Linked DNA regions of Zea mays: region 2 is linked to region 1. Evidence: chromatin contacts called from public Hi-C data. All regions are on one chromosome and are shown on one strand. The core of a region is the stretch at or near the end of the contact, and the rest is flanking DNA. Distances in the headings are between cores, read along the strand shown.

Region 1 (5,937 bases), core at 2,328-4,827:
GCATATTTTAATTTAACCAACAATTATGCACAAAAAAGTTTGGCCATAGCTTATCCAAAAACAGACCTAATAAAAGCCTTCATGTTGTTGTAAATAGACCTCCCTTCACCAACTGCTGCGACTATAGTACTGAAGTTATCATCTGCAAGTACCATATCTGAAGCTTCTTTAGCAACCTGACACAAGTTCATAGGACATGGCGTCAGGCACTTCTAACAAAACGTGAAAAAATCAACAATAGTGCAATAAGCCATACCTCAGTCCCTGTAATGCCCATTGCAACTCCAATATCGGCCAGTTTAAGAGCTGGTGCATCATTCACCCCATCGCCAGTCATTGCAACCACTTCACCATCTTCTTTGAGCAGTCTAACTATCTCCTGCTTATGTTTTGGTTCTGCCCTGGAGAAGAGAAGGCCGCACTGTTGTCTTAAGAGCTTCTTTTTATCAGAAAGTGCCATGAATTCCTTCCCTGTGAAGCTTTTTGAACTGATGTCTTCATGAGGGCCAAAAACCCCAATCTCATGGCAGATGGCCTCGGCTGTTTCTTTGTTATCTCCTGTTATCACCATAACACGTATTCCAGCAGCTCTGCAATCTTCAATTGCTGTGTGGACTTCTTCTCTGGGAGGATCCTGTCAATAGTGTCTTTGAGTGTTACAGTATATGCAATCATAAATAGAAAGAAGAATATACACATTTGAATAATCTTAATCAGATAAGCAAAAGTTCTCACCCTTAGACCCACAAAACCACAAAAGATCATATTACTCTCTATGGAAGAGTAGTATGATGGATCGAGCAGATACTTGTGAGCTGCATGATCTTCACCATCATATGTTGCAAATTCTGACAATTCATCCTTGTAGGCAAAACCCAAACAGCGCAAAGCACTGGCAGACATCTCACGGAGTGTAGATAATATGAGTGCCTTGGCACCATCATCCAATAGCACAACAGATCCATCGAGCAACTGAATGTGGGTACATCTCTCTAGCAGATTCTCTACTGCACCCTGCAAAGTTTTTTTCGACCACAAAACATTCATACGACAATGAAAAAGACATGGCCAACACATTGCAAGCAGTAATAAAGCAAGACATTTCGATCACAAAAATATTTCATAACATGCAAGGAAGCAAATGACATCTGAGTGATAAAGTAACAAACAGGTAATATGATGCAACCCTTTCAGGGGAAAAGGAGGGAGTAGCAAAGTGCACAAATGGTTGGACAACATCACAGCTTAAACAGACGAGCAGCAAGAAGCAGGTCATTGCTGTGCACTTGAAACTGACGACCTAAAACCACAAGGAATGCAAACTCCAGCACAATACATACCTTGACAAGCAGCACGTTCTTCCCAGAGTCCACTTTCACAATAACTCCCATTGACTTTCTGGTGCGATCAAATTCCAGAGTTGCTACTCTCTTGGCAGCATTGTTCCACCACTGACAGCACCCTAAAAATATAAATAAACGAATACTAATTATTACAGAATCTTTAAGGCTCTTACTCATTCTCATCTCTCGTATCAAACTCCACTCTGTAAACAGTCTACAGCAGTGTTTTGCACGGCCGTATGCCCGAATTGATGGCCGTAGCCTAACATTTTACAAAGCAGAAAGGAATACATACTTAGCAAATCAGATGAATCCAGAGATGGAGTATAGCCACCAGGAAGCCCCATTTTCTCAACCAAAACCTGCCAGAAGTAGAACAGTCACACGAGAATGTAAATTCAACAATTCCAGATACCTTGATGAAACAGTTGTGTTCAATCTTTTTAATTGTAGAGAGGTCACTGAAAGTAGCTACTAGTTCTTTTATCATATTATTCTTTTGTTGAATAAATTGCTATTAACCTTTTGCAGATATACATTACCTGCTCCAAAGCTACATGCAAGATAATTTCACAGTAGAAAAATAATTTAACTATAACAGCACCCCAAATGAAAGGAAATCTTATCGCATGAACAGATTGTACCTTCAGAGCAGCTTCTGTGGGCATCCCAGTAGCAACATACTGATGCTCAGCGTGGGCAATGCTTGCATCATTGCAAACTGCAGCAATCTTTGCGATCATCTGGAGATTTTCATCCATGCTCAAGCTTGGCCAATCATGTATCTTCCCATCAGTTGGATCATAAGTGGTTCCATCAACCTTAAAGCTCCTAAGAGTATCAGGCCACCTCCCAATTGCCACAAGCTTCACTGCTGACATCTGGTTTGTGGTCAAAGTTCCGGTCTTATCAGAGCAAATCACAGTTGTACAACCCAATGTTTCCACACTCGGCAGCTTCCTCACAAGGGCATTCTTCTGTGCCATCTTCCTTGTGCCGAGTGCCAAGCATGTGGTGATCACAGCAGGCAAGCCCTCTGGAATTGCTGCAACGGCCAGTGCCACTGCAATCTCAAAGTAATATGTGCACTTCTCAAATGAGAATTTGAAATTCCTAGGCCACCCGTCAACATACTCCCAGGAAAGGAAATACTTCAAGTTGATGAGCCAGACCAAGGCACAGATCACCCCAATTATGGCAGTTAGCGCCTCACCAAACTCATTGAGCTTCTTCTTAAGTGGCGTGTCGTCCTCCTCCTGAGATGCCTCCTGGATCTGGGCGTGGATCTTGCCAATTTCAGTCGCCATGCCAGTGCCCGTCACAACACAGACAGCACTGCCATTGACAACAGTGGTGCCGGCAAAAACCATGCACTCCTTTCCCTGGATGTCAGTGTCCTCCAACTCGATCTTGTGGCTGGTCTTGTTAACAGAAGCGGTCTCGCCGGTGAGAGATCCCTGCTCGACGCGGAGGGTCGAGCTGATGAGCTGGAGCACGCGCATGTCCGCGGGAACCTTGTCCCCGACCCGGAGCTCAACGATGTCCCCGGGGACGAGGTCGCGCGCGGGGAGGCCATGCGACCACCGCCCATGACGCTTGACGGTTGCGTGCTCCGACTGGATCTCCTTGAGCGCCTCGAGCGCCTTCTCGGCGTTGCTCTCTTGCCAGACGCCGACGACGGCGTTGACGATGAGGATAAGGAAGATGACGAGCGGCTCGACGAAGGCGGTGACGCCCACCTCGCCGCCTTCTGCGCCGTCGTAAAGCGCGAGCACGAAGGAGACGACGGCCGCCAGGAGCAGGATGCGCACGAGCGTGTCATCAAACTGCTCGAGAACGAGCTTCCAGACCGACGGCGGGGCGTGCCGCTCGAGTTCGTTGGGCCCGTACCGCTGCAGCCGCGCCGCCGCCTCCTCGGAGCTGAGCCCGCGGTCCGCCGAGACGCCTAGCTCCGCGAGGCACTCGCTTGGGGTGCGCGCCCACGCCGGGAAGACCGGCGCGGCGGGGTCCGGATCGGAGGCGGCGGATCCGGCCCGCCGCTTGCCTTCGTCCTGCCCGCCCTTACCCATTGGGTCGCTGACTCTCTAGATTCGATGGAGAGGGGGCGTCCCTACTGTCCCGCGCCACCAAGGCCGCGAGATCGCATGGAGTAGAAACCCTAGAAGAAGGAGGGGAGCGGAGGAGGAGGCGGCGGCGCGGAGAATGGGCAAGGAGGCGATGGCGATTGCAGCGCACAAGCAAGATGGAGAGGGGGAGAAGCTTTTCCTCTCCTACCCCTTTTTTCTCTATATATACATACATAATGGTATCCTACATAATGGCGTAAAATAGTTTATTATTGCGGGCGTAGATGGACCGATAGAATAGATTGGGAGGAAATAGTTTATTAGTGGGCGATTCGCGGGCTGCGCTCGCCGGTTTATCTCTAAGCTTTGTGTCTCTGCAAGTGGGGCCAAGAAGGGCTCCCACGTAGAGACAGTCTGTCAGTGTCATGAGACTGAGAGTTCGTTAACGTCGCGGCTGGGGTCAGTCCTATGTGAATGTGATGACGATGCGTGCGGGTTAATTAATCAGTTATAAGCGTCTCGACGTGTCTGTCTAAATTTGACTCTCGGAATCATTATTTTAAAACTATTTTATACATTTCCAATCTTTAACAGTTATCCTATATTTTACATGTATTTTAGATAATTATTTTCGCTTAATTTTTAGCAAGCAAAAAAAGCTAGAATGAATAGTAAAGATATTAAAAAATATCTAAAATTTTTTATTAAAATTTATGTTTCTATCGATTAGAAAGTAGTACTCCTAGAGAGGCAGCAGAGTTTCGATAGATGCCTTGCTTGACTTGGGGGCGACGTGAGCAGGACGAGCCTGGTGACGCCACGTGTGCGTCAGGGATCTGGGCTTCCAGGCCCGTTGGTGTTTGGGCCTGCGCGTGCCACGGGAGAAGGGGTTCATTGCTCTCGATCGAGACTGAAACGTGGGTCCCTGTGGCTGTGGCCAAACCAAACCGGACGTTGAGCTGTGAAGGCGGCTACCGTGCGTCGGCCGCGTGCCGCTCTGCTCGGATCGGGCCGCGAGGAATCTTTTTGGAAAGTGCGACGTTAAGCAGCCGAGCCAGCTGGTTTCCTCCACGCATCACGAGCGAAAGTTGAGATCCCCCGTGACGACACAGGCGCCAATGGCGAGGCGCCACGTCATCATCTCGTTGCAGGCAGGCTCCGGAAAGTCCTTGGAAGCGCCCCGGCGCCGGGCGGCAATGTAGGCACACTAGGCACGCAGCCGGCAGCCGGCAGCACCGTTCCGGATCCGGCCGAGACATGGCTGCCAGCCGGTGTGTCGGGCAACCACAAGATTCGCGGCAGCGCGATGCAGTGCAGGCTCACATGGCGCGCCCGTGCTACTGCCGGACCAGACCGTCGCCGTGCGGTCTCTCTCTCGGCTTGCACGCTCGGGGAATCGTTCACGATCGCCGAGCACGAGCAGCTGGAAGTCGCCGGCCGTGCTACGGACGACGCACGGACTGCGCACGCGGATGCAGATCTGGATGGACAGCTGTGTGCTACAGGCGCCGGCGCGAGGCGCGTTGCTGTCAGTCGGCTCGGCCCCCGCCCGGGTGGGGGGGGGGGGGGGGGGGGTGACGGCGCTGCAGCCTGCAGGCATCGAACGGAATGGTAGTAGCAGGCAGAGACTGTACAACGTGCTTCTGCTTTTGCGGTACGGGCGTGGTACAGTACTGGAGGAGATACTCCGAATCGTGTCCGCACTTTGGGCGTGGTGGCGGGTCCCGTCCCCCCTCGCGTCCTGCCAGGCAGAACCGCACATGCGACGGCCTCGGACGGCAGTGCGCACGGTGTACGGTCTGCGTGACACACCACGCAATTACGACAGGGAAAAAAAAAAGGTGGAGAGAGATTGGCATCCATCCGTGTATATGCACGAAAGCGACCGTGGAAGGAGTGATCTGACTTGAGTAGCTACTTATAGCTGGTAGTAGAAAGCAAGGGCTCGTGTTGGGACTTGGGACTGCATGTCTGGATGCGAACACCGCCACACGATGGGTTTGGATGACATGGTTTTCTGCTCAACTGCAAGTTATCTTTTGCTGATCACCGATGCTTGTTTTTTTTTTTTACAAAAAAGTTAGAATTTTAACAGAATTATACAAGCTGGGTTCTAGCGATGAGGCACAAATCTAAGAGACTGAGAAGTCCATAGCCAAGAAACATCTCAAGTCATAGCCCAGCAAAAGATTACATACTCACACGGTCTAAACGAAGTTTTCCTTCTTGTTCACACGCTTAGAGCTAGTTTAAAAATTTAAATTCACTCCGGAACTTTCTAGGATCGAGCTTAATTTTTTTCTCAATCTTCAGAAATCCCGGAGGAGATTTAAGTTTACAAACAAACCCTTAGTAAAAAAATGTACTACTCCCTCCATTCGTTTTTGTCTAACGTATTTGATCGTTTCATGGAGACCAAGAAAACGAATGCAAATACATACGCTGCATTAAAACAGTTGTTCGAAAACAAACTCCATTATTTTTTCCCAAGCTAATATATTCCATACTACTGCATGTGGTGAGTTTTA
Region 2 (5,937 bases), core at 980-3,479, 200 kb after region 1:
AACTGGTGCCTTATCTGACCCAAGTGTAGCAGCAGCCTCCCCACTGACCTTTTTGGAACTTCCAGCAGTTCCAGAATGAAATAAGGCATTGGGGGTGCTAGGAAACTCAGGCTCGTCCATAGGCTTACCAAATAGAGAGAGACTCAGTTCTGGAGCAGGAGCAAGTCCTTTCCAGTTTATCCCTAGCTCAGGTCTAGTTGGTGGTTTAAGTTGTAAATCTAAGGTAACATCAGCTGGTCCAGACTTATGAGAAAGCCCATATGAATTAGACATGTTCAGAGTACTGCACATATTTCGACCTATCCCACTGTTTATCGTAGAAATGGCTGCGGCTGGGGTCACCTGAGCTTTCTGATGTTGAATTGTTCTATGATGATAGAACCCACTCCCACTTTCATGCATTTTAGGCAAACCTTCAAGTGAATCAGCTGGGTCCGGAGGTATATTCAGATCCAAGTTAGGCAATCTCCCAACAATACTATTCCCAGAAGCATTGATTTCATTTGCAACAGGAACGTTATTGTAGTGTTCCGAACGACTCTGGCCCAGTTTCTCATCCTTCCTAAGAGAGCTATAGTTATTATTTTTGCCACTTTGACGAGATGGTAACTGTAAATCCAGAGCCAAAAAATTTTGAAGTTGCAATTCATCATCGGGTGCAGACGTCCTTGTAGCACTGTCTGCAATAGAAGGGATCTCACTTGATGCATTAAATAGCACCCCGTTGCCGTTGGTCATGGATAGCGCAGTAAGCGACGTGTTGACATGGTCTTGGATCTGAGTGTCAGGGATTCCCTTACCTTTGGTGATGACTTTTCTGTCTGAGTTAGCGATGTTGAAGAAGGGTTCCTCGCGGCAGCCTGACCCTGTAGCAGCAACAGGCATTGTATTCGTTGGAGATGGGGGCTTTGTCGAGAGCGGTATGGCAGATGCAACCGATCGGTCAGACAAGAAAAATGGCCTCTTCTTAATAGGCACACCAACCGCAGGCTCGTCCAAGCGCGGTACAAGTCGGTGACTGCAAACCTGCTCATAGAACACCCAAAAATTTTAGGCAAATGTGAAAGAGACGTTCAAACAACCAGAATTGACCTCAGAGGAGGAAGTTTCTGAGTACCTCTTCTTTCTTGGCTAGCGACATCTTCCGTGACAATCAGCTGATAATCTGTGTCCTCTGGTACAAATCGTTGTCAGTTTCCCCAGATTAAGCAGAATTAAAGGCACAGTGCATCGCGTATCAGCCAGCGATAAACAGGAAGATAATAGGGTAGAAGAAAAACTATTCTTAATAGAAAAGAAGCAAATTGTTTATTTCCGTGTTAAATAAAAGATAGTACGAGTTTTATACAGAAATAATCAAACTATCTAAGTAGTCCTAGTAGACTGGCAGAAGGTAGATACAAACGAATCTACTGGGTTAATGATGAACACGAACAGAAAGATTCGATTAGTGCCATCAATTTTTTCCCAGATGCCATCAATTCTTTCCCAGATGCCGCAGCTTGATTCATTCACTTAATCGTTAGTAACCCCAAGCAAATCAAAGCGCTAGAGTAGCTGAAGAACCAAGTCCTTCACACTGCTGCCGTGCAGCGCAAAGTGAGCAGCCAAAAGAACTTTCCCCAAACGCAGAAATGGAATCCACGGCCACAGAGCCAAGAGCAACAAGATCGCACGGTTGCGTGGAATAGAAGCATCCCAATATACGTCGAGGTCGAGGGGAAACCAGCGATCTGAACAAGACGACACGATATCTACCCGCGGCCAAGTTTCAGCGAGATGGATCGAGAAAACTGTGGGGGAGGGGGGAATCAACACAAATCTCGTATACCTCTCCCACCGCTCCGCTCGCCGGGGCCGAACAAACAGCATCGTCTCACACAGGGACGTCAAAAAGAATGGAAAAACGAATGGCGAAATACAATGAACTACCTGATAAGATCGCTCGAGTCTGGCCCAGAGCTCGCCACGCTCAGTGCGGCCGGCAGGAGCACACGGCGCCTACGCAGGCGCGGGCGTCGCAGCGACTAAAAAGGAGCGCTCCTAGGCAGCTCACTGGCTCGCGACGGCGACGCGCCAACCACTCCCTAGTCCGCCTCCTCCTGCCGCTTGCTTCGTCGACTGGTGAACTGATCTGGCCTCCCTTCTCCCTCCAGCCTCATCTGCGCCAATCTGATTCCTTCCTTCCCTCCCTCTCCTCCCAAACGAAAAACTGCGGCGCCGGATTTTGTTTCTTTTTTTTATAGCCGTCTTGAGATGCGGTGCGTGCCTTCCCGGAATTTGCTCGAGTAGTCGAGTCCCGTCCCCACCACGCCGCTGTGGGCCCCACGCCCAGCCGCATCTGGCGGTCGGGTGCGCGGCACGTGGTGCTGCCGGTTTACTGTAGCCGTCCGCATCGCTTTGGCAGGCCTCTTTAGTCGCCCAAATAATTTATCTTCCGGCGGGGCCCTCGATCCGTGGGCTAGGTCAGCGAGGCTGGCGATGGGCGCGGACCACGTGGGGACTGGGGACTGCGGAGTGGTTGCGCCGGCGTTGCGCGCTACCGCTAGCGCCGCTTTCGGATGTGAGACGCGCGAAACGCGCGTAGGGATGAAAACAAACGCCGTAATTTTCGGTTATCGGAAACGGTTTTCGAAATTTTATGAAAATTTATAGCTGAACAGAAATGAAAATATATACTGAAAATATGAAAAAAAATCCGGAAAGAAAAACGAAAACGTTATGATCGCTCTAGACCGTTCTAAAAATTATTGTATTTATTTACTATTTTCCCGACGATAAAGAAGTATTAGTCGATAACCCGTGCGTTGCGACGGCTTACAAATACCCATATAAACTATCCACCAAAAAAGATCTGAAGATTTTTTTATTGGTTGTTTTCACTCTTCGCATAATATTTTTTATGAATGCACGGATATTATAGGCAGCAAATCAGAGACCATCATCACTCGCCTCCCCCACTTCCAAAGTTTCGTAGAGCAGGAGGGGCAAGGGAAGAGGCGGGCATACCTGTTCGTTGCTGGAGAATGACACGACGAAGACCTGGTCATCTGAAGGCGACATAGGTAGTATACCGCTAAATATATAGGGAGAGAGAATGCAAGCGGAGAAAGAGCACAGCCGGAGCAGCTCCAAACCAAGAGGCACCCGCACCAAGCGTCAGTCCGAGAAGGGCGAGAGAATGCGAGTGTCTTCTCAGCCCTGGACCCGCCGAAGCGACACAACACCACCACCAACTCTATAGCATATGCCGATTGCTGTCACGCTACGGGTCTTAGTTGTCCAATATCTCATACCTGGACTCCTCGTCACTAAGATAACCTAAGCATGACAAGCGTCACCATGTCCTCCTCGACATCACGCACGGAGAAAGGCCAGGAGCATGACCGACTCGCCCTGTACCCGCATCGACGAGCATCGGTCGGCTCGCGGCTGCGACTGTGGGCAGCAGGTTGGGGAGGAAGAACAGAGCGAAGGCTGGGAAGACGAACAGGACGTCCGACAACGACGAAAACGATAGTGTGAGCATGATTTGAAACGTCCTCGTGGACGTGCAATAGTCATTGTGTGAATCGATGTCGGGGCTGGTGTCGTACGAATACGGGGAGGAGGCGCCTGCTCCTACGCCCTCTGACAAGAATGGGGTGGCGCGAAGGTGGACGCATGAGAGGGGAGAAAAAAAAAGTATAATGACGAACGATGTGGTGGTAACTCAGGCGAGGTCTATCATTATTGTGCGGATGTATAAATGTCCAAATTGGCCATATTTGGCGAGTCGGCCCGAGGCACGATCTATTTAATAGTGTCTGGGCCAGCCCAGCACGAGCGTCGTGTGGTGCTTAGACCGTAGCCTCGATCCGTAGTGCTGGCTCGGTCCGACACGATTTTTTTAATTTTACAAAAAAACATATATATATATATATGTACAATTTATATTTAATATTATAAACACTTGAGTATGATGTTCTACTGGTTAGACAATTTGGCCAAAGTGTCTTCCACCCTTTTCCATCAGGGTGTGGGTTCAAACCCCGCCTTCTGCGCATCGCTTTTTAACATACCTCATCTGATGCATCGATTTTAATATTTACACTGAGTTGATTTATAAGAAATATAGTGACTTTTTTGTAAAAAAATGGCACGGAATTACCGTTGAAACTGATGCTTTAAGTATATAGTAGAGATGCATTTTTTCAAAAATATATTAAATCTAAATTAATCTTTATGCATTTATAATACATTTATCGCAACCTAAAAATTATGAAATCAAATTTATTGTTTTTCTAAAATCAACACATATCTAATCTATGTCTCTATTCAATCTCTAGTTTACCCATCATCATCACTAATTTTCTATATTCAAACTTTATAGTGCGGTTTACGATGCTGAGAGCACCTAGAGGGGGGGTGAATAGGTGATCCTGTGAAACTTAAACTTATAGCCATAAAAACTTGTTAAGTGTTAGCACAATAATCGCCAAGTGGCTAGAGAGAAGGTCTTGCACAATACGATAATCACAAAGAATTCAATACAGAGAAGACACAGTGATTTATCCCGTGGTTCGGCCAAGTACAAAACTTGCCTACTCCACGTTGTGGCGTCCCAACGGACGAGAGTTGCACTCAACTCCTCTCAAGTGATCCAATGATCAACTTGAATACCACAGTGTTATGCTTTTCTTTTCTTATCCCGTTTGCGAGGAATCTCCACAACTTGGAGCCTCTCGCCCTTACACTTTTGATGTTCACAAAGAATCACGGAGTAAGGAAGGGAAGCAACACACACAAATCCACAGCAAAATGCGCACACACACGGCCAAGAATCGAGCTCAAAGACTATCTCTGGGTTCTCACTAGAACGGAGCTCGAATCACTTAGAATGACAAACGAATGCGCAAAGACTGAGTGTGGATGATCAAGAATGCTCTAAGGTTGCTTGTGTGTCTCCTCCATGCGCCTAGGGGTCCCTTTTATAGCCCCAAGGCAGCTAGGAGCCGTTGAGAACAAATCTGGAAGGCCATCCTTGCCTTCTGTCGTCGGGCGCACCGGACAGTCCGGTGCACACCGGACAGTGTCCGGTGCCCGATTTCCTTCCTTAATTGGCGAAGCCGACCGTTGGCAGACGCGGAGCCGTTGGCGCACCGGACATGTCCGGTGCACACCGGACAGTCCGGTGCCCCCTTCTAGCCGTTGCCTCGGCCACGTGTCCCGCGCAGATCGCGCGGCCGACCGTTGGCCCGGCCGACCGTTGGCTCACCGGACAGTCCGGTGCACACCGGACAGTCCGGTGAATTTTAGCCGTACGCCGTCGGCAAATTCCCGAGAGCGGCCTATTCGCCCGAGGCAGCCTGGCGCACCGGACACTGTCCGGTGCACCACCGGACAGTCCGGTGCCCCAGACCGAAACAGCCTCTTGGCTGTATACAGCCAACTCTTCTCTTTTCTTCTTCTTTCTGTTTCAGATACTTAGACAAGTATATTAGTACACAAAACCAATGTACTAAGGCTTAGTAACATACCTTTACTCTTGATTTGCACTTTGTTCATCCATGGGCATAGATTCACATTTAAGCACTTGTGTTTGCACTTAATCACCAAAATACTTAGAAATGGCCCAAGGGCACATTTCCCTTTCAATCTCCCCCTTTTTGGTGATTTATGCCAACACAACATAAAGCAACTAGAACAAGTGCAAAATCACTTCAAATAAAAATGAATTTGAGTTTTATTCAATTTTGGCATATATGGATCATTCTTTGCCACCACTTGGTTTGTTTTGCAAATCAAACTCAAATCTCTATCTCTAAGTCAAACACACATGTTGAAGCATAAAGAGAGTCATTCCAAAAGAGATTGATCAAAGATTTCAAAAACTCCCCTTTTCCCCATAATCACTACTTCTCCCCACAAGAAGCCAACTTTTGACAAAAGAGACAA

The links. A called contact is a pair of places that touch in the nucleus more often than the background predicts.
Region 2: a Hi-C map of leaf mesophyll shows a contact between it and region 1, with 2.3 times the contacts expected there. The contact joins the promoter of LOC100272262 here to the promoter of LOC100192002 in region 1. A contact is called at or near these places in 5 of 25 Hi-C or Micro-C datasets (bundle sheath, endosperm, leaf and 2 more).

What each region holds. Positions count from the first base shown.
Region 1 is chr1:42,710,116-42,716,052 of Zm-B73-REFERENCE-NAM-5.0, forward strand. It overlaps LOC100192002, which reads right to left and starts at 3,578. Exons shown (of 8, transcript NM_001362822.1): 1 at 1,988-3,578; 2 at 1,639-1,705; 3 at 1,341-1,462; 4 at 736-1,014; 5 at 257-634; 6 at 67-176. The coding sequence starts at 3,412.
Region 2 is chr1:42,913,326-42,919,262 of Zm-B73-REFERENCE-NAM-5.0, forward strand. LOC100272262 (probable GPI-anchored adhesin-like protein PGA55) reads right to left here and starts at 2,230. Exons shown (of 4, transcript NM_001310029.1): 1 at 1,933-2,230; 2 at 1,118-1,174; 3 at 1-1,026. The coding sequence starts at 1,141.